Regions from separate parts of the Ovis aries genome. Here regions 1 and 2 are each linked to region 3. Evidence: chromatin contacts called from public Hi-C data. All regions are on one chromosome and are shown on one strand. The core of a region is the stretch at or near the end of the contact, and the rest is flanking DNA. Distances in the headings are between cores, read along the strand shown. Region 1 holds the start of MED29 (mediator complex subunit 29). Region 2 holds the start of GMFG (glia maturation factor gamma). Region 3 holds the start of PAK4 (p21 (RAC1) activated kinase 4).

Region 1 (3,626 bases), core at 396-2,895, 230 kb before region 3:
TTGGTTCCAGCCTTGGCTCAGATGTGCTCTCTACTAGTAGTCTATCCTGAGCCACTTCCTCCCTAGACCCACCCTAGGTGGGGTCAGATGCCATCTCTGGATGTCTACAGCCCCCTTATTTTAACCTTGCCCCCTCTGCCTGCCCCTCACCCCCACATCCCAGCCCTGAGCCTTCTGCCCGTTTTCCCCTTCATGGTCTTCCATGTCTTGAGCTTCTCCTGTCTGAGCCCTGACTCTCTGAGCTATCACTGCTGGAGGATATATTTGTCACCCACTGAACTGGAAGCTCTGTGAAGGCAAGGACTGGGCAACTTTCTGTCCCCAGTATCAGGTGCAGTATCCACACAGGTCTGGGCCATAGGAGGTGCTCAGTGAGCATGTGTCAACTGACTGAATGAAGGTTTCTGAAGCACAGGAACTGAGGTAGTTGTGGTCACCCGGTGGCTAGGAGGCCCCTTACCAGGCAGAGCTCTAGCTGGTCACAAAGTGCATAGAACTCTTCCAGACACTTGTCAAAGCGCTGAATGGGTCCATCGCTGCTCTTTCTACAGTCCAGGAGAAGAAGATGGGAGATGGATTTCCAGTCTCTGGGACAAAGTGACTACCCAACCAAGTATCCATCAGAAAACGAGGTATAGGCCCAGGAGACCCAAAGCAAGACCTAGGGGACAGATGATAGTAGAAGGGGCAAAAAGGGCAAGGCCAGGGGGTAGGGAGTACGCTTCAAAATAAAGAGAAAGGAGGGATGGGTGGGGTACAAGGGGGATGTTTTTGAGACTAGGATGGAGATACTGATATCCTGGAGAAAGGGGAGTACTCACTGCCCATTGTCAATGTTAGTGTTCTGAATCAGGTTCTGGGCTGCAACCTTCATCAAGGTCTAAAGAGGGAAAGGAAAAAAAAAGGTGTGGGAGATGAAGAAACAGAAGAGGACACTTTTGATAGATCTTCACTCTTCCTTAAGATACAGCCAACCTCAGGCCTCCTCTTGTTAATTCTCCTCCTATCACTGCAGAGTAATTTCAACTTCCATACCTTTACAGCAATTACTATCTATATTATTCCAGAGGCCCGCTTTCTCTTGCCAGTAATTTCCCAGACATACCTTAGGGTCCTCCCTCACCCACCAATCACGGTCAGTCAAGGCTAGTCCTTTCCTCAGGCTTTAACGTCCAGAGCTAAGTTTTTTCTTTAAATTCCCTCCAAGTCAAATTCCGGTCAGTCTCAAACTCAAGATTCTCTCTGATCCCACCTTACACTGTCAATCCACAGAACTTCGCTTTGGCATCACGAAGACAGTCTCATTCCTCTTTCCTTCTTAACGCTTCTTTTGCTCTCTCCCAGACTAAACAATCCCTCCGCCTACCCCCCGATGGCAAAGAGCCAAATCTCCCAACCCATCACCTGTAGACTCTCCTTCAGCTGCGGGATGAGCATCTTATAGCGCTGCACAGGATCGAAGTCCTGTTGCTGTTGCTGCAAAAGCCCGCTCTGGGCAGGTCCCACAAGTTGTGCTGGTGGTTGTGGCTGCTGCTGGGGGCCCGACCCACCAGCTGAACCCGGACCCGACACACTGGCAGTAGAAGAAGTCGCTGAAGCTTGCTGTTGGGATGCAGCCATCTTCTTCGCCTCGCGCACCGGAAGTGCGTCACAAGTGCGTCTCCCCGTTTTCTTTTTAGCGTCTTCGTCTCTGGGCCATGTTTGCTGATTAGCTCCGCCTCCCAGACAATACAATCAATGAGAGGAAAGAACCCACCCTCCAACTCGTGACTCTCAAATCCGACGGCTACAATAAGACGTCGATAAACCAATCACGAGAGGCTCTTTCCGCCTCGCTCCAGCCTTTGCACAGTCGCTGGCCAATCCGGGTGTGGATCCAATCAGACTCTATTTCCCAGGAGACCTAGCGGGCTGAGGCGACCTGCGGTCCTCAGAGTCTTGGCGGCAGTTGGTGGAGACGGACCTGTAGGGCAGTCCTTGGCGTTGTTAGCGCGTTTACCTGAGTACTACGTAGTACTCCAGTGTTCCGGGAACTCTTCTCACCAGCCCACCTCACTCCGGCCCTATCCGTGAGGAGAGCGGTGCCAGCCCGAGCCCTGCCTGGGATTGGGCGCCCGCCGAAGTCGGCACGCCGTTTGCCGTGGCTCTGTGAGGCTCTTGTCAGGATTGCCCTCGCCTCATCGCCATGGCGCCCACTATCCAGACCCAGGCCCAGCGCGAGGATGGCCACAGGTAGGCACTCCGCCACCTTACTGTACCGCTTTTCTCTAGGTCTGGGTGGGCGTCAGCGAGATGAGAGGGTCAGGTGGGTTTGTCAGTCTACAACCTTGCCAGCTCCCCAGGTCTGCCCGTGTCGTCACGGAGCGCACACCCGCTCAGGGGGGCGGGTCCCGGACGTGGTGTTCCCTAGCTCCCCCCACACCTTCCCTGCCATTTCTGGAATTAAGCTGTTGAGGATTGAGTTTTTAACTCTTCCAGTCAAGCGTTTGGAGACCCCTTTCCCCAAAAAACAATTATTTTACTCTCTTATGAAAGTATTTGAAGACGTGTCCTTGAAAAGGGATTTAAAAACATTTAGGGACACTGTCTCTAAGAGGCATACTTGACTCCCTCTGTTAGAGTACTTGAGGTACCGCTACCAAGAGGAATTATCATTTGTCACCCTCTTCTTCCCTTTTAAAAGCTTGGAAAAGCCCCCTTCGCTCTCCTGTCTATCCTGTTCTTACCATCTTTTGTCATCGTCTCTCTTTTACCCACCAGGCCCAATTCTCACCGGACTTTGCCTGAGAGGTGAGCTCCATCGTGTTTCCCCAGGATGGGTGGGCCAAGTAGGGCTGGGCGCAGAGGTGGGGCAGCAGGAGCCAGGTTTTGAGCCACTGTGTTCCCAGGTCTGGAGTGGTCTGCCGAGTCAAGTACTGCAATAGCCTCCCTGACATCCCCTTTGACCCGAAGTTCATCACCTATCCCTTCGACCAGAACAGGTGAGACTAAGAATGGGTCTTTGGGAAACACCTTAGAATGTGAGATCCTTGAGGGTAGGGACTGCTTTTTCTGACAGTTCAGGGCACAGAATGGTACTTAACCTGTAATAGTAGGTGTGCCATAGGTGTCTGTTAAGAAGCAAGCAGTATCCAAGTCTCTTTACACTTAAGAGCTGCTAGCCTCCTGATTCCAACGTGGTTTTTTCATTCTGAATTCCTCCCTGGAGTACCTTAGCGTCTAGGAAGCTGGGCTGTGAGGGGTAAGGCTGGAATCAGGAAACAATAATGGGCATATTTTCCCTACCCAGGTTTGTTCAGTACAAAGCAACTTCCCTGGAAAAACAGCACAAACATGATCTCTTGACTGAGCCAGACCTGGGAGTTACCATTGACCTCATCAACCCTGATACCTACCGCATCGACCCCAATGGTGTGTTGGGAGACAGGGAGGGCCTGCTCTAGGCTAGCGAGGGCCAGCTCTGGGCCTCCCTCAGAGTCCTCCTCTCACCTTGCTTTTTTCTAGTACTCCTAGACCCAGCTGATGAGAAGCTTCTGGAAGAGGAGATTCAGGCCCCCACCAGTTCCAAGAGGTGAGGGGGTGCTGAGTGGGGACTTAGGACTGGTGCTGATGGGAAGGCAGTGGGG
Region 2 (3,360 bases), core at 133-2,632, 180 kb before region 3:
TTCCTCCTTTTAGCTCTGGAATTAAACTATTCCAGATTAGGGGGTAGTGGATTCCAGGAAGGCTTCCTGGAGGAACAGTTAAAGAGCTTATCATTCCATCATCAAAAAAGTCTACAAACAAAAAAATGCTAGAGAGGGTGTGGAGAAAGGGGAACCCTTCTGCACTGTTGCTGGGATGTAAATTGGTACAATCTCTATTGAAAACAGTGGGAGGTTCCTTAAAAGACCGAATATAGAACAACCACATGATCTAGCAACTCCACTCTTAGGCATATAGCTGGAGAAAACAATAATTTGAAAAGGTACACGCAACATTGTTTACAATAGCCAAAACATGGAAGCAACCTAAATGTGCATCAGCAGAGGAGTGGATAAAGAAAATGTGTTACGTTCCAAAAACGATGTGGTATATATCAATATACACAGTGGAATAGTATGCAGCCATAAAGAAGAATGAGAAGTGCCATTTGCGATGACACAGATGGACCGTCCCTGAGATTGTTATACTGAGTCAAGTCAGTCAGACAAAGAAAGACAAATATTATATGATATGGCTATATGTGGAATATAAAAAAAAAGTTACAAAACAGAAAAAGTCACAAATGTTGAAAACTTATGGTTACCAGGGAGGAAAGAGGGAGAGTGACAAGTTGGGAGATCAGGATTGACATGTGTATACTACTGTATCAACTCACTCCAGCACTCTCGCCTAGAAAATCCCATGGACAGAGGAGCCTGGTAGGCTGCAGTCCATGGGGTCGCTAAGAGTCGGACACGACTGAGCGACTTCCCTTTCACTTTTCACTTTCATGCATTGGAGAAGGAAATGGCAACCCACTCCAGTGTTTTTACCTGGAGAATCCCAGGGACAGGGGAGCCTGGTGAGCTGCCCTCTGTGGGGTTGCACAGAGTCCGACATGACTGAAGCGACTTAGCAGCAGCAGCAGCAGCAACTACTGTATATAAATTAGATAACTAATAATAACCTACTATATAGCACAGTGAACTCCACCTAATACTCTGTAATGACCTACTTGGAAAAATAATCTAAAAGAGTGCAAATATGTATAGTTGATTGATTCACTTTGCTGTACACCTGAAACTAACACAATATTATAAATCAACTATACTCCAATAAAAATTAAAAAAAAAAAGAGCTCATCGCTACCTATGGTGTATTGGGTGTTGTCCACCATGTTGGGAGATATGTGCAGTTATTTTATCCTCATAACAATTCTGAGTCAGATGGTTGAAGTTACTTAGCTAGAGCCACACAGTCAGGCAGCACTTGAACCCCAGTCTGCGTGACTGCAAAGCCTGGGAGGTCCCAACAGATGAGGGGAAGGAAGGAGGGGGAGGAGCCATATGTGACAGTTGTCTCAGAATGGGCATAAACAGGATGTGGTGGTGGATGAAACTTTTCCCCTACCCCACACCCCGCCCCCTTGAGCTGTGGTCCCCACCCCTAGAAGACAGCGGAACCAAGGAAAGAAGAGGCCCCTGGACAGTAAAGTCATGGTAGAGGGCCAGGGTCGTATGGGAAGGGCTAGGGGCTGGAGTGGGACTAGGGCTGGGAGGATGCCGGGGTGAAGGTCAGACTGTGGATGGGAGGTCAAGGCTGGGGAAAGAGAGATGCTGGTTCCGGGTTTAGCCCCAGGCGAGCAGATCCCTGAACCTCGGGCGTAGCCCAAGGGCACCTGCCAAGAGGGCTCCAGTCCAGCCCAGAGGAAAGGGTACATTTCTCCAGTGTTCACAAAGGCAATCTATGGGCTATGGGCCCCTCCTCGTTATTAGTAGATGGGGAAACTGAGGTTTGGGGAAAGGGGCAGGGCTGAGGCCAGGGGACTCAGCTCTTAACTGGGCTCCTCTGGCAGTCCGACTCCCTGGTGGTGTGTGAGGTGGACCCAGAGCTAAAGGAAAAGCTGAGGAAATTCCGCTTCCGAAAAGAGACAGACAATGCAGCCATAATAAGTGAGTGTCATCTTCCCTCCTGGAACGAATGGGGGTGGGGAGGAAGCATAGGGACAGATGGCAAGGGCGTCTGACCCACGTATGCCCTCGCTCCTCAGTGAAGGTGGACAAAGACCGGCAGATGGTGGTGCTGGAGGAAGAATTTCAGGTGAGGGGCTGGGGGATGGGACTGGGAGGCCCAAGAGACTGTGACTGATGCTGAGAGCCTGGTGTTGGGAGCCGCAAAAACCCGGAAGTCAAGTTCCAGCTTAGCTGTGACCCTGGGCGAGGGACTCTGCCTGTATAGGTCTCTTGTTTCCTCATCTGTGAAATGGTGATAACAGTCCTTACCTCCGAGTTATCTGTAAATTCAGTGATTTAATCCTTGTAGTTTGTTTAGAAAAAAGCAAGTGTCTTAACTCCTCTTCAGTTTGCTCACCTGTAACATGGGGATAATAACAGGACCTACCCCTCTGGGTTTGGGGAGAGATCAATGGGCTAATAATCTGTGTGTTTCTTGGATGAGTGCCTTGGCACAGAGTACATGTTCCTTTAATGGCAGTCTTTTTCTCTTTCTCTCCTCCCCTCACCCCTCACAGAATATTTCTCCAGAGGAACTGAAAATGGAGCTGCCTGAGAGACAGCCCAGGTATCCTGGGGCAAGAAGGGGAAGGTCAGGCCACGGAGGGTTACAGACTGAGGGGCCACTTGGGGTCCAGTCTTATTCGTGGACTTTGAAACTTTGTCTTTGAGTTCCTATCACAGGACTTTTGGTTTGTATACCAAACTTTTATTGCAGAATTTTACGCTAATAGTCATACGTGATGTTAGTACATACTTTGTCAGGTTTTGGTCTCAACATTGCATTTGCTTCATTAAAAAAAAAAGTTAAAATTTCTTTATTTTTCAATGCTTGGGAAGACCTTGAGTAGGAAAGGATTTATTTGACAATTAGTGATTGGGGAGAATCCTATGTGAAGCCAGAGGAGGCTGGTGCTTTTTGTGTGTGGAAGAGTTTTTTGACACTTCTATGAAAACTGGTCTCTAGATTTTTTCATCTCTAATGTGGTGAGTTTTGGGTGTCCTAGGACTTTAAGCCTCAATCTCAGGCTCTAGATCTCAGTCAGCACCCTGGGCATCTGACAAGTGCAATCACACAGGGCCCCAGACCCAGAAGGGAGCCTTGAAGGCAGGGCTTGATGCCTGCTATCTTGAAATTCTTTATAGTTTTATCTCTGAATCTGTTTTGTGTGAAGTCTGACAGGACAGTGGAACCTGTGCTGGAGGCTTGGAGCCTCCTTCAGCTCACATGTCCTGCCCTAGATGGGTTCTCAGCTCCCCACTCCCACATTGCCCAGTGATGGCTGATGCCCTCTGCCCCAGGCAGGGGGCCTAATTGCAGACTCAGGG
Region 3 (3,260 bases), core at 666-3,165:
GGCGAGATGTAGCCATGTCTCACTGGCTAGGGGTCTGCTCCCAGTCTGCTCCCACCAAGGGACACTGAGGGCCCCTGGGGGCCAGGGGCTCCCCGCGGTCCTGTCCACTGCTGCAGACCCAGCACCATGCCCAACATTCAATCGCCACCAACCCTGTGGGGATTCAGGGAAAGAACATGGGAAAACTCCTGCCTGTGAGGGGCCCACCTTCTAGCGGAAGGCAGATCAACTGCGCTCTGATAAATAAGTTAAGCACAGAGTGAAGCGCTGGCAGAGAACAACAGTGAGATAAAGAGTATGTGGGGACAGGGTGGTACCCGTCAAGCTGTGAGCGACTGGTGACTGAGAGGGTACAGAGCAGAGACGAGATTCCAGGCAAGGGAACAGGAAGGTCAAAGACCTGGAGACAGGCATGAGCCTGCAGAGCCGAAGAACAGCAAGCAGGCCAGCGTGGCTGGACCTCCCGGAGGGGTGGGGAGAGCAGCAGAACAAGAGATGGGAGCAACTGACGGCCGTGATGAGAGGTTGCGGTTTTAAGTACAGAGAACACCCAACTTTGTACAGAGTACCACCCAAGGACACCCTCCCTAGCCAGTAGCCTGCCAGACTCACTTGGACTCTGGGCCACCCACAAACACCGCATCCCATAGGCCCAGGGGAACCTCTCCTCCCAGATCACACCCTTCCACGGAGGCCAAAGAGACAATCTATTCCTGCCCAAGGAGTGGCCCAGCCTTGCCCAGCTCCCTGCTTCCAGGAACAGACCGCCAGCAGTTTACAGTGTGGCGACTGGAGGCTGGAGCTCTGGAATTATTCAGATCCAGCAGGGAATCTTCCTCCATTACTTAGCAGGAGCTCTCCGTGCCTCACTTCTCCTGGCTGTGAAGCGGGTCTATCCAGATTGTGCTATAGTAAGACTAGGCACACAGGGTGCTGAGAACAGCCTCAGCACTCATTAAGTATTAACCAACAGAATGAGTATTTGAGAGTCAGCAGAGCATAGAACTCTGAGCCCAGGACCCCAGAGTTCAAATCTCAGCTGCAAAACTAAGTCATTAGGCGGCCCTGTGCAAAACACTAAGCCTCTTAGTAATGGCACCAAGCCCATAAGGTTGTGGTCAGGATTAAATACACGGTAGGCGTTCAGAACAGGGCCTGACACACAGTACGTGCTTTCTGAGTTTGTTATTCTTTTCATCATCTGGGGGAGGGGAGGTTCCTTCTCCCCCTTCAGAATGCACCTTTGACCTCTTTCTTGAGTGTCCTCTCCCTCCCCTCCAGCAATATGTCCCATTTGGGTTTTAACTTTTGACCCTTGGGACCACCACCTGTGATCTTTCTACAATTTGGTCACGTTCCACCTTTGGTCCCATAAAGATGCCCCCCAAGCCAAATCTCATTCATTTGCTTCACTGGCTGCTGCCTTAAATCCCCAATCCGCCGCCCCCAAGGCTGTGACCTCTGACCCTCATGGGCACATCCTGCCATCAAATTATTAATTTTGACCCCCCCTTTTTGACATTCACCCCGTGCCCCTCCAACGAGCTCCCGCTTCAAACTTTGAATTTTGCGCCCCCCTCGCCACGCCCCCTTCGTTAGTTTGACCTCTGACCTCCTCTACAACTCCCTCCCGCTCAGCGTTGACCCGCGACCCCCTGGAAGCGACCCTTCCCTCCAAGAGTGAACTTTGACCCCAGCGGCCCCGCCCCCTACTCGGGTAAACGCTCTTCCACCGCATTGCCCAGAGCACACCAACCCCCCGGCCAGACAGCTTATCCTACCGGCTCGGCACCGCAGTCGCTCGCGGCCTGGCCGCTCGGCCTGGAACTCGGCGCCCTCCTGCTGCCCTCAACTCTCTGGCGCCGCCACCGCCACCGCCACTGCCGCCGCCATGTTGAATCCCCAACGAACATCCGGGGCTTTCCCCCTTCGCCGCCCACCAGTCCCCATAGCAACGGGGCTGATCCGGCAGGGGGCAGGGTCGGCTCAGGGGCGGAGCTGGACGCCTGGCAGCGCCCTCTCCAGCCTCTGATTGGTGCATGTTGTCCAATCGGAGACCTTCGGGCGGAAAATGCCAAGCCGGGATTGGAAAATTTGGAAAGGGTGCGGGTAGGCTGGCTCCAAGCCTACTTGGATTTTTAAAGGGGAAAATGGCTATTCTCTTGTAACTGCATCCCACCTTCCACCCTAAGGAATTAGGGAGTGGAAGCCAGTAGTGGGTAATAATGGCCAGAAACGGCTCTGAAGCATGAACTATGTGTCGGACACCCTGCCAAGTGAAATTTCTTGGTGAATACTCAGTGCAACCGTGTTGTATATTAATGCCCATTTACGGATAAATTGAGGTTCAGAGGGGACAAACTAGCTGCTTGGGGACCACAGAAAGTAAATAATGAGTTTTGAACGACGTCTGTCAGTCTGAGCCCGAGAACTTCACCCCGAACCAAGACACTATTTTTGGTAAGTTTTATGTTTCTTGCAAAGAAATAGAGGAAAACAACAGAATGGGAAAGACTAGAGATCTCTTCAAGAAAATTAGAGATACCAAGGGAACATTTCATGCAAAGATGAGCTGAATAAAGGACAGAAATAGTATGGACCTAACAGAAGCAGAAGATATTAAGAGGTGGCAAGAATACACAGAAGAACTGTACAAAAAAGATCTTCACGACCAAGATAATCATGACGGTGTGATCACTCACCTAGAATGTGAAGTCCAGTGGGCCTTAGAAAGCATCACTACGAGCAAAGCTAGTGCAGGTGATGGAATTCCAGTGGAGCTATTTCAAATCCCGAAAGATGATGCTGTGAAAGTGCTGCACTCAATATGCCTGCAAATTTGGAAAACTCAGCAGTGGCCACAGGACTGGAAAAGGTAAGTTTTCATTCCAACACCAAAGAAAGGCAATGCCAAAGAATGCTCAAACTACCACACAATTGCACTCATCTCACACACTAGTACAGTAATGCTCAAAATTCTCCAAGCCAGGCTTCGGCAATACGTGAACCATGAACTTCCAGATGTTCAAGCTGGTTTTAGAAAAGGCAGAGGAACAGAGATCAAATTGCCAACATTCAGTGGATCATTGAAAAAGGAAGAGCATTCCAGAAAAACATCTATTTCTGCTTTATTGACTATGCCAAAGCCTTTGACTGTGTGGATCACAATTAACCGTGGAAAATTCTGAAAGAGATGGGAATACAGACCACCTGACCTGCCTCTTGAGAAACCTATACGCAGGTCAGGGAGCAACAGTTAG

The links. A called contact is a pair of places that touch in the nucleus more often than the background predicts.
Region 1: a contact with region 3 is called in a Hi-C map of liver, with 3 times the contacts expected there. The contact joins the promoter of MED29 here to the promoter of PAK4 in region 3. A contact is called at or near these places in 2 of 16 Hi-C or Micro-C datasets (liver and skin fibroblasts).
Region 2: a contact with region 3 is called in a Hi-C map of tail adipose tissue, with 13 times the contacts expected there. The contact joins the promoter of GMFG here to the promoter of PAK4 in region 3. A contact is called at or near these places in 11 of 16 Hi-C or Micro-C datasets (blood, hypothalamus, liver and 7 more).

Annotation. Positions count from the first base shown.
Region 1 is chr14:48,447,224-48,450,849 of ARS-UI_Ramb_v3.0, reverse strand. MED29 (mediator complex subunit 29) reads right to left here and starts at 1,645. Exons shown (of 5, transcript XM_042232023.2): 1 at 1,405-1,645; 2 at 822-880; 3 at 461-545. The coding sequence starts at 1,620. It overlaps PAF1 (PAF1 homolog, Paf1/RNA polymerase II complex component), which reads left to right and starts at 1,933. Exons shown (of 14, transcript XM_004015245.5): 1 at 1,933-2,232; 2 at 2,761-2,790; 3 at 2,889-2,981; 4 at 3,290-3,411; 5 at 3,505-3,571. The coding sequence starts at 2,186.
Region 2 is chr14:48,398,892-48,402,251 of ARS-UI_Ramb_v3.0, reverse strand. It overlaps GMFG (glia maturation factor gamma), which reads left to right and starts at 1,382. Exons shown (of 7, transcript XM_042232015.1): 1 at 1,382-1,507; 2 at 1,875-1,971; 3 at 2,070-2,119; 4 at 2,550-2,599. The coding sequence starts at 1,385.
Region 3 is chr14:48,215,123-48,218,382 of ARS-UI_Ramb_v3.0, reverse strand. It overlaps PAK4 (p21 (RAC1) activated kinase 4), which reads right to left and starts at 1,915. Exons shown (of 11, transcript XM_042232012.1): 1 at 1,782-1,915.